Linked DNA regions of Mus musculus: region 1 is linked to region 2. A link is a contact called in public Hi-C data. All regions are on one chromosome and are shown on one strand. Each heading gives the region's core, a stretch centred on a gene start, on an enhancer-like site or on the middle of the called end of the contact. The rest is flanking DNA. Distances are from core to core; before and after follow the strand shown.

Region 1 (6,943 bases), core at 973-3,472, 1.2 Mb after region 2:
AATGAATCTTTTAAAAATACTGGGGCTATTGATGCTGGTTAGCTGGAGCTAAGAAATTAGCGGTGATTAAGAAGAGACCACCATCATTGAGGTGACATCTTCTGGGAAGTGTTTTCTGAGAGCACAGAGGCTGTGTTCCAGAGATAGCCAAGGTTGTACCTTGTGCTGTGGCTCAACTTGGAAATGTGTAAGAGTTACCCAGGTGGTACTGGTTTTGAAGGCATGAAGGGGTCACGCTGAGGCTCGGCACTGTGAGAGGCCATGGAAGGCCATTGGTGAAGGTGCAGCCTCAGTTGCAATCGATGGCCCAGGACTGAGGGGGTCATGCAAAGGAGCTGAGACTTGACACCATGAAGAGAGCCTATGAGAGGCTATTGTTGAGGCCAAGTTACAGTGGAAGACAGCAGTGGTTTGGAGATGCCAGTACCATGAGATGACCACTAAGAACAGAAGCAGCAGTGGAGTACAGCTGGAGCCTAGAAGACAAGGTGTGTGCTACAAAGGGCATGGCTGGAGAAGTGACCCAAGCCCTTGGAGGAGCCCAGAAGATTGTGAGTTTGATCCCAGACATTGGACAGTTGGAGTTTAATTATTGCTTTTGATTGTGACTGTGCCCTGATATTTTTCCCTCTTGAAGGAAGAAAATATTTTAGTGGATCCCACAGGTAAGATACTTTTAATTGTAAAAAGACCTTGGATTTTAAAAGATATTGGATATTTTTAAAGGATTGAATTTTTAATATGTAAAGACTGTGGGACTTTTAAAGTTATTCAAGATCTTGGAGATGAATAAGAACTAAGGGTTGAGGCTTACTAGTGATGTGTTTGTTTGTCAAGTTGACAAGGGATCAATTATACTGGCTGGTTTTATGCGTCAACTTGACACAGCTGGAGTTATCACAGAGAAAGGAGCTTCAGTTGGGGAAGTGCCTACATGAGATCCAACTGTGGGGTATTTTCTCAATTAGTGATCAAGGGGGAAAGGTCCCTTGTGGGTGGGACCATCTTTGGGCTGGTACTCTTGGTTCTATAAGAGAGCAGGCTGAGCAAGCCAGGGGAAGCAAGCCAGTAAAGAACATCCCTCCATGGCCTCTGCATCAGCTCCTGCTTCCTGACCTGCTTGAGTTCCAGTCCTGACTTCCTTTGGTGATGAACAGCAGTATGGAAGTGTAAGCTGAATAAACCCTTTCCTCCCCAACTTGCTTCTTGGTCATGATGTTTTGTCCAGGAATAGAAACCCTGACTAAGACACCCTCCTTTGGTCTCTCACTTTCACGAGGATCCTGTTATTTACTAAGCTGACCTAGGGAGCAGTAGGGACCTTCTCAACACTGTGTTTACAAGTGTGTGCTATACCCTGCTTTTTTTTCCCTGGATTCTGGGGATGCAACTCAGATCCTCACGCCTGAGGAGCAGGACTTTGCTGACCAAGCAATCTCCCCAGCCCCTCAATGAACTTTCCTTTCTGACTCTGTTTAAAGTGGATAAACAGTATGGTTAATGTTGAATCCACTTACCACCTTGCTTTAAGATTCCTTGCTCATGCACCTCATTATATATGCTTATATCCAAAAAGGCTTGATCTTGGCTGAATGTGGGCACACTTCCCAAAGCCTCCTGATGCTTTCGGGTAAGTGGGCTGTCAATCAGAAGCTCTGGCTGAGGATGCAAATGCCTGCCCTTTCCAGCTTCATGGCTCTTTGGGTGGTGTCCTTAGGAAGCGCTCTCAGCTGGATGAGAAGCGAGTTAGACTCTGTCATACTCCACCTCATAGAACCCACTCTCCAGCTCTGCTATTTTTGCTTCTCCTCTTACACTGCTGTTTGCTCTTTAAAATAAGTGTCTGCTCATTATTCCTTCAAGCCCCACTTGACAATATCCAAAGGGACCAATTCAGCTACCAAACATGCACTACAAACATAAACAAGCGAGAGGCCGAATGAATGTTTCATTTTTCAACCTATTTTGACATGTTGGAGATGCATATTGATCTTTCCTTGCTTTCTCCGATCTTCAGCAACTACCCGGATGGAAGGAAGACAAAGAAACAGTTTTTTTTTTTTTTTTCTTTTAGTCCTCAGACTAATTGCTCTCCCTCAGTTTTTGCTTCATTGTATCATACATCTGCGGCTTCTGGGACAGATTGCAAGCTCCCAGAAGGGAGGGGGAGTAGTTTGTTATGAAACAGGAAGTGAGAGTCGGAGTAGCATGTGTCAAGCAAGGCCTGTGGTTTCTATTTAAGTGACAGAATCAGCTCTGGAGATGAAGTAGAGAGAGGAGACAGTCTTTCCTAAGTGCAAAGTCACGGCTTTTCTGAATTATATGACTGATACATTTTTGTGGAACAACATTTTTTTTTAAATTACTTCCAAACTTCATTTGAAGCTCACATTGCCAAGAAAGCCAGACTACCCTTCCCTCATAACTCCATGACATCACCCAGTTAAATCACTTTTCAGGGAACATCTCTGTTTTGCTCCTGCTATTAAGTATTATCTAATGTTCTTCCCCGAATCCACTGGAAAATTAGACTCTTTTTGTTAAGGTTTAAGTTGTAATGTTATTACTGATGTGTAGCCATGGATGGCCTGTTTTGAGAAAAAAATTAATTTTAATTTTAGCAGTAGCGTGTTATGGCTTGTGTGTGTGTGTGTGTGTGTGTGTGTGTGTGTGTGTGTGCAAAGAAGACTTTTTTTTTCTGTCTGGCAGTGAGTCACAGTTTTAGTACTTTGAAAGGCTTGCCACAGGCTTCTTTCTCACGTGTGAGCATCACTTTGAAATAACAGTGAGCCGAGCCGGCTGATGCAATTTTGAAGTTAGCTCCTCTGCAGAGAGCACAGGGAGAAGAAACAGGGAAGGCATTTGGCTAGAGGTCTCGGACAAGGTGAGAGTCCGCTGCAGCCTCCCTGTCAACCTGGATGACACAAAGACAGTGTTTGTTCCTGATCCCAGTCAGGAGAGAGACCCTCAGCAGGGGCCATAGCAGACAGCCAACTTTTTCTATGTTACAGTGTTAAAAATATACTTTGATGTCATTCTTGGAGCTTTCAAATACAGAGGAATCGCTGAACATTTGTGCACTTCTCAAAGCAAGTTATGGATAAATTAATAACAATTTTCAGGTTAAAATATAGGACAAAGTGCTATATTTTATTTTCATCTAAACAGAGACTGAGTTCTTCTTGTCTGTTACTGAATACTTTACCCAGATGCAGGGAAGATGACTTCGGCTCATCAAAAATATATGACTCGTTGAATTATCAAAATGCAGTACTTATTGAGTCTCTACTATTTAATAAGTGCTCTCTTAAAATGATATACTGAAACACTATTTAAAATTCTCTACATTCATTTACTCACATGCTTGTCCCTTCACTGTGGAATAAACAACATTACTCCATGGACTTAGGAGATGGGCTAGAGAGATGGCTCAGTGGTTAAAGGCACTGACTGCTCTTCTAGAGGTCTTGAGTTCAATTCCCGGCAACCACATGGTGGCTCACAACCATCTGTAATGGGATCCGATATCCTCTTCTGGCATGCATGAAGGGAGCTACAGTGTACTCATAAAAATAAAATAAATAAATAATTCTTTAAAAGCCCATAAATATAGGCTCATTCTCTATCTCTCTGAAGTCCAGTAGTCCGGTCTGGAAAGGCATAAGAAAAATTAGGCTCACTGTAAATACTATTCTACTGGGTGGGAACGGAAGGAATAGGTGGTCTCATGAGAGGGCCCCTTTCACTCTTTATAGGCAGAGGAGGTAGAGGACCAGGAAGTATTCTAAGAGTTAAGAAATGTTAAGGCAAGAATAGCCCACAGAGCATAGCAGTGGTCATTATGACACCGCTCTGATTGTCGGCTGTCCCACCAAGCACTGATGCTGTCCTACAGTGTCCCACAGAACACTGTAGATGGGGAGGTGGCCTGAGAGGGCAGAAATCATCCAATGAGCCTCCACCGAGGGGCCTCTGCAGAGTGTGCATGCTGGTTCCTGATTTAATAGGGTTCCCTTTGTGCTGCATCTCAACAAGATTCTACATAGCATGTGCTAAAACGACAATTTCCTTTTCAGAGCTAAAAAGGAACCCTTTGGGCTAGATTATGTAGAGCTATATGTACCTTAGACAGATGATGCCTATCGCCTGCATTAAACTCTCATCATAATAAAAGTAATGGAGATGGTAAGGATAATGAATGACATCACACATTTTCAAGGAAAGGGCATGGAGACCCATTGAAGAAAATTATAGGATGTCTTTCGATGTTTTAAAAAGAAACACGCAGTAGCTTCTACCATTTCACAGAAATGGGTGTATTTTGCCTGATCATATTCAATAAGGCATCGCAGAGGGAATATATAAATGCATACATATGTTTCAGAAAGACAATTTGAAGATGGCTAATGCGCCGAAAGAGTCTAGGGATGTGGTAACAGTATAATGAAACAGATGCTGCAATGCTCACAAACACCGCATCTGCGCTGCAGGTACTGAACAGATGAGGTGAATTAAAATCATCTGTTTCTACTATTCCTCTCAACCCACTTACATAATCCTGGGCCAACTCCTAAAGGGGAGGATTTGCTGAACTTCCTCTTCCTTAGTTCTTGGTAAAGAGTGAATCACGGAGTGCTTACCGCTAAGGAAGACAAATCTCTCCACAACCCAGAGTATGGTGTGATATACATGCAACAAGGGAGAGTGACAGTGCACCAAGAAATCTCTGTGAACCAAGTTCGTGGTTTTGCTTCTAGCTGCTATCTTTCTGGGATCATTGGCCGCTGAGGCTCAGGATGTACCCCTGGGGTAATGGTTTCCACACAGTGGGGATAATTCTCAAGACAGCACTCAGTTCAGATGTCCTTTTCTCTCCAACAGTCAGGGTGGTCTCGGAAAGCCTTTCCATAGCTGTGTGGAGAGGAAAAGAAGGTATTTTGTAACAGGCAAGTGGCAGTGATTCCACATTGGAGAGTGGGCCCTGGAGACAAGCCAGGCTCTCCACAGTCTTGCGTTTGCCTGAGTCTGTGCATTCGCAAGTAGAACTCGAAATAGCACGAGTTATATAAAGACGGCTGATGAAGACGCTGAACTTTAATGTGTGATGCTGTGAAATCATAGATGACACTAGCAAATTCTCCAAATCAGTCTTTAAAGAACGTCACTTGTACACTGGTCCAGAGTACTGCAAAGGTCCTGTCCTGTTCTGGGAAGAGAAAGAGCAGCATCATGAGGGAACTATCTGCCCAGCTGGGTCTGACCATGGCTTTCCTCAGTTCCTCGGTGAGGAAAGAGCTGAAGTTAGACAGCAGGCTATCATCTAGTTCTACCTGCAGCCTAATTGTCATTAGTTATTGTGACTCTGGACTGTTTCAGGTGAGCAAGATGTTCCACCGCATCGGTCTAGTGGTACTCAAGGGTCGGTTTTGTGTGCCTATGTGTTTGCGTAGATATGTGTACACATATTTTCCTTTAACAATATAATAAAAGTAATCCCATCTGGATCTGCCACAGTGAGATATGTGCACTAGATATGCGCTACTGATATAGCAACACCAAACAGCACTCCCCAAACACAACCCCAACAGGGAAAATTCCTCTCTGGGAGTGCCAGAAGAGCACCCGCAAGTCTGTGCTTGTTAAAGCGATTCGTGGAATGTTTGAGAGCTGAACACCAGGCCTAAGGCCTTTTTTTTTTTTAATATGCAAGGATGCTGAGGCCAGCACAAAAGGCTATCCCTGGGACTAGAACCCCTGATCTCAAGAGCATCCTTCGAGTTCTCACTGAGAACACAGGGAACTGATGCAGCCTTCCAGTAGAAGAGATTGTGCGATGTAATCATGTTACCTGCCCCACAAAGAATTGTATTTCCCAACCTGAAAAATGCACCCTGGATTCACGCATGTGTGACAATGAAGCCAGAGCTCTTATGAAGAGCCTTTCTTGTTCCTTTATTTCTCACTGGTTATGGGAGAATGGCAGAGCCATCACTCACTATGTTCCCCAGCACGGCTAGGAAACCGCAAATCTGCAAAGACAGATGGTGGGAGGGGACAATTTTGGAAATAGCATCATGGAGGCTGAAGTGTCTCACTCTCTAGTTGGGCACATCTGTTTCCTGACCACTTAATTACCTCTCGCAAGAGTCCAAAGCCTGTGCTCTTTCCTGTTTTTCTAGTCACAGGTAAATGCTTCTACGCTCCACATGGTCCCAAACATAAAACAGAGAGAAGTCCGCTTTATGTATTGCTAGAAGATAAATACAGATCTCCTCTGCAAACATGTCACCATTTCTAAAGAGTTATGGTCTCAATGGATGGAGACAGAATATAAAAATCTCTCACAAGAAGTGAGTTTTATGATCCCAAAACCCAACCTCTTCCTTTAAACACAAGAACATGTTCTGGAAATCGCAAGCTGTCCCCAGGAAGGAACATGAAATCTCGAGGAGTTGAAGCAAGGAGAGATGCGTGGGAACCCTGGAGTGATGACATGGCAGCTTGCCAGGTCCCTTGGCAAGTGGGAGTGTTTGAGGAACCACTTCCTGTGCGCCTACATTTCAACACTCCTGCTTACAGGAGGTGTTCGGCTGGAGAGATAGTCCAACTGAGAACAACCAGGCACTGCCTTGTAGGGACACAGATGAAATGGGAAAGACAAGGAAAAGCAGCAAGCAGCAATGGTGGCACCGCAGGATATGTGGGGACACCAATGACCATCACACAGCAAGCATCTCTTCACACAGTACATTTGGACTTGTTACTTTTTCTAGAATTCTCCTCCTAGCTCCTCACAAAGATACTTTTCTTAGCTATGGCATTCCTGAGTCCCATCTTTCCATGGCTTTCCTGTGTCCCTCCCTCCATGGCATTCCTGTGTCTCCTCTTATTTCTTTTCTTTCCCAGGATCCTGTTCATTTCCTTTACAATACAAGCCACAATG
Region 2 (6,894 bases), core at 4,120-6,619:
TTGGTTCTTGTTAGTAAGATTCCTCCGTTTACCTTTCGCCATCTGGTAATCTCTGGAGTTAGTAGTTATAGTTGACTCTGTTTAGAGATTGTTCTTCTGGTGATTCTGTTACCGTCTATCAGCAGACCTGGGAGACAGATTCTCTCCTCTGAGTTTCAGTGCTCAGAGCACTCTCTGCTGGCAAGCTCTCTTACAGGGAAGGTGCGCAGATATCTTGTATTTGGACCTCCTCCTGGCCGAAGAAGAAGGCCCAAAACAGGACCTTTCTCAGACCGTGTGTTGCTTTGGCAGTTCCCAGGTGGTACAGACTCTCACCTAAGCAGACTAAATTCCTAAGTTCCTTGGAGTCCCGGGACCAAGATGGCGACCGCTGCTGCTGTGGCTTAGGCCGCCTCCCCAGCCGGGTGGGCACCTGTCCTCCGGTCCGGAAGGTGGCCGGCTGTCCCCGGCCCACACAGGGTGCTGCCTCAGCGCCTCTGTGCTTCTGCCTGTTCCAGAAGCTGTCAGGTTCTCTGGCGCACCCTCTCACCTGTTCAGACTAATTTCCTAAGTTCGGCGGGTCCCGGACCAAGATGGCGACCGCTGCTGCTGTGGCTTAGGCCGCCTCCCCAGCCGGGCGGGCACCTGTCCTCCGGTCCGGACGGTGGCTGGCTGTCCCCGGCCCACAAAGGGTGCTGCCTCAGCGCCTCTGTGCTTCTGCCTGTTCCAGAGGCTGTCAGGTTCTCTGGCGCACCCTCTCACCTGTTCAGACTAATTTCCTAAGTTCGGCGGGTCCCGGACCAAGATGGCGACCGCTGCTGCTGTGGCTTCGAAAGTCTTTTTAATAGTGTAGTAAAAAAAAAAAAATTTAAAATAAGCTTTCACTAAAAGAAATGTCTTTACTTAATTTTCATTTAAACTCTTGGTTTTCTAAGCCACGGCAAAATTTGGGTATAATTTCTTCAGCACGATACGGTTGAAAGTCACTGAGATTTGCTGGGTTAGAGTGATCCATGGGTATTCATAACACTTGTTTGTTTAAATTGTGTTCTAATGCCCCTGTGAATAAACATGTCTCTATAAATAAACATGTATAAAATAATACCCATGTATGAGAATAGTCACTGCAGAGTTGGAAACACCATACAGTCAACCAATGAAAGGGTGGTTATTTACCGTATGATGCACCTGTCCTCGGGGACATAGTGTAGCTGTAAAGGGAGACATAAAAAAAGAAAGAAAGGAAGGAAGGAAGGAAGGAAGGAAGGAAGGAAGGAAAAGAAAGAGAAAAAGAAAGAAGGAAAGAAAGAAAAACAAAGAAGGAAAGAGAGGAAGAAAAAAAGGAAGGAAGAAAGACAGAGAGAGAGAGAGAGAGAGAGAGAGAGAGAGAGAGAAAGGCTGGCTGGCTGACTATGGTCCCATATGTCTTTGATAACAGCAGTCGGACCCTGAGGTGTGTGAATTTCTCAGTTCCTCACCAGCCTGGTTTACACAGTAAATTCTAGGCAAGCCAGGATGACATAGAGACCCTGTCTCAGAAAAAGGAGAGAGAGAGAGAAAGAAAGAGAGAGAGAGAGAGAGACTGAGACTTATTGAGGTCACCAATTCGAGACCACAATCATAATTAGTAATAAGTAATAAAGAGTGCAATACCTGTGTGCAGGTCCCAGGGATTCTCACAGAACATCTTTAAATATAAAAGTAGTAGGAATTTATTATTCTGACAATCCCGTATAAAAGACACACAATCCAGCTATTTTATTTATAAGCCATAAGCCTAAATTGGGTAGATGTAGGCTTATACTAACTTATTGCTGTTTCTCCTGGTCATGTGGTTCTGGTTCATGGTGGCTTCTTCATCCTCCACCCCCCTCTCTTCTTCCTTTCTCTCTACCTGCTACCCCCTCCCCCACTCGAACCTCCAGTCTCACCTTTCTCCCCACATTGTCCAATCACAGGCTCCAGCCTTTTATTGACCAGTTAAATTGGGGAGAAGGTTTGCATGGCATCACTGAGTATGTGAGGATCTGCTCATCGGGGGCAACCACACCTTGAGGAACCACTATTTAGGAATGGAATACAAGCAGTATCAGACCAACCCGCTACATATACAGGGTAGCCCCTCCCCCCGCAAATAAATCTAGCAGAAGATGAGAGATGACCAAAGAAAGACAAACAGATTCAGTTAAAGCTTCTAAAAGTACATGAATAAATGAAAATATATTTTTATATACTAGTGAGAAAATTTAATACAATATAGGTTCAATTTTCCCCATTTATTTTATAAATTTAATATAATGTTTATTAAAATTATGCTGAGTTTTTCTACTATCTGAAAGCTGACAGAGTTAAATGTGAGGGCTTTGGGATGACTTAAATGTCATTTGGGCTGGGGTGGTGGCTCTCAGCTGTAATCCCAGGATTCAGAAGACAGGGACAGGAGTAATTCAAATTCCAGGCCAGCCTATAGAGCGAGACCCTGTTGCAGGAAAACAAAATCTAAAAGTCATCTGGGAACACACAGAAAGTACTCAGCAATTTACTTAGGTTATAAAAGTTAGTGCTCTACTTATCAAAATTACAGATCAAAACTGCCTTTCTTTCTCCAAACTTTTAAGTTTGCCTGAAAATTCTATTATACTTATAAGCCTAATACATTTTACAAATCATTTCTGAGGGGCTTTTAAAAAAATCAGAATTCCATTCAAAGTTTTGATGTTTAAACATTTTACACTTACTAATATACACATATTGTTCATTTTCTATAGGCATTGCAAAAAGACTTATCAACAAAAATCCTTTTCAAGTTTTTACATTGTCTTCATAAATATAATTAACTTAAATATGTGGGGCTAAGGCACTCCCAGTAGTACAGCACTTGCCTAAATAAGCTCTGGGTTTGTGCCAGCATTGCAACAAAACATCAACAATAGAAGTCTCTTGCTTATTCCATATCACCATATATAAGTGTTAATGGTTGAAATCTGCCCCACTAAAATTAACATAGGGAAGGCCGGACCTCCAGGACCTGAAAATGTACCTGTGTCTCAAGATGTGAGCTCTCAGATGTTGCTCTAGAGAAATGCCTGCCACCATGTTCTCTACATTGATGGCCAAGGACTCTAATGCTCTGAAACTGTAAGCCCCAAATAGCTCTGTCTTATCACAGCCATAAAAACATAACTAAGGTAAAACGAGGTCCCATGAGTGAGCCCTGATCCAGTGTGACTGGTGTCATGGAAGGGGACATTAGGACATAGATATAGAAGGAATGTCAAAACTCAGAGAGAAGATAGCACGTACAAGCTAAGAGGGGCCTTGGAATATAACCAACATCTTGCTGTTGAACTTCCCTTCTCTCCACTGTGAGGACATAGATTCCTGTTGTTTAGGCCCCTCCATAGGTTCTTGCTATGGCAGAGCTAGCAAGGGACACTTGACTCTCAATGGATGCATATGAGTGCGACTTCTTCCTAGGCTCTTTTGACTTCAGGAACGTTTTCATATTCTTAAGCCACACTTAATAACACTGGCGTCCCACTAGTTTTTTGTCTTATTTTTTACTAGAAGGGTGTTCATGGGGATCTAATTGTCTCAGTCGGAGTTCCTATTGCTGCGATGGACACTGTGACTGAAAGCAACTTGGGGAGGAGAGGAGCCGAGAAGAAATGAGTGAAGAATTTAAATCCGCAATGGACAGCAGCAGAAATACAACAGACCAGCAGGGTGATGCTGGCACACACCTTTCACCTCAGCACTAGGGAGGCAGAGGCAGGAAGATCTCTGTGACTTTGAGGTCAGGCCTCTATGTGAATTTGAGGCCAGACCGGTCTACAAAGTGAGTTCCAGGCCAGCCAGGCAGGGCTACACAGAGAGACTCTGTCTCAAAAACCCAACCCAACAAAACAAACAAACAAACAAACAAACAAAAAACAATAACAAAACCCCTGCAAACCAAAAGAAACGACAGTGAAACAGTAAACAATTAAAGGGTTAAAATGAAGCCTGACAAGGTGACTAAGCCTCTGATAGATCACTTCAAAGTCTGAAGCAGGTGCAGAGAATTTGAGTCCCTGTCTCAATAAATAAATAATAAGAGACAGGTATAGTATGGCTGGATGGCATATCCACAGGTATTGCCGTATAGTCTCTATATTTTAGGAATAAGATGTGTATTATGTTGTCTAAGTCTTGGTGTTGGTTGGTTTTATTTTTTTTTGAGACAGAGTTTCTCCTTGTAGCCCTGGCTGTCCTGAAACTAGCTCTGTAGACCAGGCTGCCCCTGAACTCAGAGATCTGCCTGCCTCTGCCTCCCAAGTGGTGGAATTAAAGGTGTGTGCCACCACCACCTGGCATGATGCTTATTATGACAAAATTTAAACAGAAGAATTAATATTGGATGGAGCGGAACTCACCTCTAATCCCAGCATTCAGGAGGCAAAGGCAGGAGGATTGCTGTGAGCTCAGGGCCAGATCCTCCCCCCACCAAGTAAACAAAAGTACCCCCAAACTCCTGTATTTTCAAATTGTCTGTCATTGTCCATTCTCTTTGGCTGTGACTGCTCTTACCCCATTCCTAAAATGGTTTTTTGAGAGTACAATCTACATCAGGCTATACATGTATCCTTAAGGGATACCATAAAAGAAGTACAATTATCTTTTCTGAGTTGTTTGTAACGTGAGAAAGTGCACAACCCCCAACGTAAGGCAGTAATCAGCAGAAAAACACAGGTGACTAGAAAGAGAGGTGTTCTTTCTATCTATCTATCTATCTATCTATCTATCTATCTATCTATCTATCTATCTATCTATCTATCTATCTATCTATCTATCTAGTCTTGAACCACATCTGACTTCAAGGAATAGCTTTTGAGTGACCTAGAGCAAACAACCCCTCAATGGGTTGAGAAACGGGAGCCTGGAGCTCGTTGTGGGAGCCATTAGTGAGACTACTGGGGCTGACACTGATCACCAAAAATACTTTTCCCAGTGCCCAAATTCTAAGAGACAAAGCTGGGACCGCGGGGGAACCATGCTGCCACGTTAGCTTCTAGGTACAAGAGTTAATTTTCCTGGTTGCTTGTAGTTGAAACCCTCTTGGATTTCCCCTTCTTAGTAGCCCAGAGCCGTGGGATAACTCTCAGAGGCCGTTTGCCATCGTCCTACAGCAGCCAGGCAAAAACAAAACAAACAAAACAAAACCCTAAAACAAACTCTTTGGACTACTTGTTCCAGAATGCAACGCTCAGACTAGAACGTGATCACCCGAGAGCCACTAAGCGGACCATCATGCAACACTCTTCGAAGTAGGCGGGCTCCGTGAGGAGACGGCCCAGTGTTTCCTAGGCAACTCCAATCCCGCGACAGACGGCACTTCCGCTTCCGCCTAGGAAAAGACTGTCTACTCCTGCGTCTCGGTGGCGTCTTTCTCCCGCGCCTGCACGAACTGAGGTTTTGCGTGGCGGCGGCGGCACCGGCAGCGGCAGCGTCTCTCACTTGAACGCCGCGAGCGGCAGCTTCTCGTCTGTGTCCTGACCTCGGAGCCTACGAGCAGAGCGGCGCGATGACGGACCGGTACACCATCCACAGCCAGCTGGAGCATCTGCAGTCCAAGTACATCGGCACGGGCCACGCCGACACCACCAAGTGGGAATGGCTGGTGAACCAGCACCGCGACTCCTACTGCTCCTACATGGGCCACTTCGACCTCCTCAACTACTTCGCCATTGCCGAGAACGAGAGCAAAGCCCGCGTGCGGTTCAACCTGATGGAGAAAATGCTGCAGCCCAGCGGGCCGCCCGCGGACAAGCCCGAGGAGAACTGAGGTGAGCGCTGCCCAGTCTTCCCCGTGTGCCGGCTGCGAGCCTCCTTGCTCCTGCATCTCGACCATTCCGTGTTGGCTGTGTCGCCTGACCTGCGTACCTGTGGAGGATTCGGAACAAGTCATGGAGAGACTGTCCGGGTCCGCTCCTTGTGAACTGTGCAGAAGGAGTGATCCCAGCATCGGCAAGCGAGGGAGAAGACTGCACGAGAGTGATGCGCATTTCGAGTCTGCTTTTCGATAGTTGATGTCTTCTTGCCTTTTTAAAAAACCATATATATATAAAGTTTAGGGTTTGCTCTATTCTTTGGTATGGATTGCTGTGTTCTTTGGGAGGTTATTAGGAGAGGGTTCTGTGGATCAAGGTTTTGTGAGAGTATAAATAGGAAATGGGGGCAGAAGCACAGGGCAAGTCCTTAAGTCGTCACACACACTTTTATGATATTATCCCACCTCAATAGTCTTCACGCGTACAGTGTGTCTGGTCCCAAAGAAACCTTGAAGCGCGGAGATTGCCCATATCCCTTTCCTACCCTTCCCTTTATGCGCTACCCCTTACCCCTTTTTCTTGATGATTACCCTTTGTGTCTTCAGAAATGATAAACTGGCAAACAAGTGGTATCACGTCCCCATCCTGCTCAGCGCCCCATTCCCCCCACCCCTCTTCCCTTTTCACCAGAGCATTTTCCAAAGGTTTGAGGGCATACATTATGCCAGCTTGAAGAGTTTACAACTTTAAAAACCATGCTTACAATGCTACTTTACTGAGATGTCATTTGAGAACAGATTTTAAGGAATCAAGAGAAATGGCCATGCAGGTGTTTTCCGGCCAGGGCAGAGGACCCAAGAGCAGCAGTGTGTTTGACTTACTGAAGGAAAACCATAAAAGCAGTATGAGTCACCAGCATACCAGTGTGGTGGTGCACACCTTAATCCCAGCACCCAAGAGGCTGGGGCATCTCTTGAGTTCAAAGAATGTGTTGGTGCACACTTGGTCCAGGTGCTTTCGAGGCAAAAGCAGAAGGATCTCGAGTGTAAGGCCAGCCTGGTCTACAGATCTAATTTCAGGACCATCAGGGCTACACAGAGAAACC

The links. Hi-C and Micro-C count contacts between places; a contact is called where the count stands out from the background.
Region 1: a contact with region 2 is called in a Hi-C map of uterus, with 9 times the contacts expected there. The contact joins the enhancer-like site here to the promoter of Sf3b5 in region 2. A contact is called at or near these places in 8 of 39 promoter capture datasets (the 3T3-L1 cell line, 3T3-L1-derived adipocytes, embryonic stem cells and 2 more), 4 of 15 datasets of contacts at CTCF or cohesin (embryonic stem cells, large pre-B cells, pro-B cells and 1 more), 53 of 484 Hi-C or Micro-C datasets (the AML12 cell line, B cells, the BV-2 cell line and 30 more), 4 of 115 datasets of contacts at active chromatin or transcription factors (astrocytes, bone marrow-derived dendritic cells, fetal liver and 1 more) and 3 of 9 other capture datasets (embryonic stem cells, liver and macrophages).

What each region holds. Positions count from the first base shown.
Region 1 is chr10:14,205,624-14,212,566 of GRCm38.p6, forward strand. No RefSeq gene overlaps it. Among named protein-coding and RNA genes, the nearest start is that of Gm51759, 82 kb to the left of the region's middle. Within about 2 kb of position 2,223, at least 130 of the 459 cell types and tissues checked have an H3K27ac peak or open chromatin away from gene starts, as enhancers often do. A contact at or near this core is called in the BV-2 cell line, the C2C12 cell line, the P5424 cell line and 7 more, where this site is marked.
Region 2 is chr10:13,003,081-13,009,974 of GRCm38.p6, forward strand. It overlaps Sf3b5 (splicing factor 3b, subunit 5), which reads left to right and starts at 5,370. Exons shown (of 1, transcript NM_175102.4): 1 at 5,370-6,103. The coding sequence starts at 5,543. The coding sequence ends at 5,803.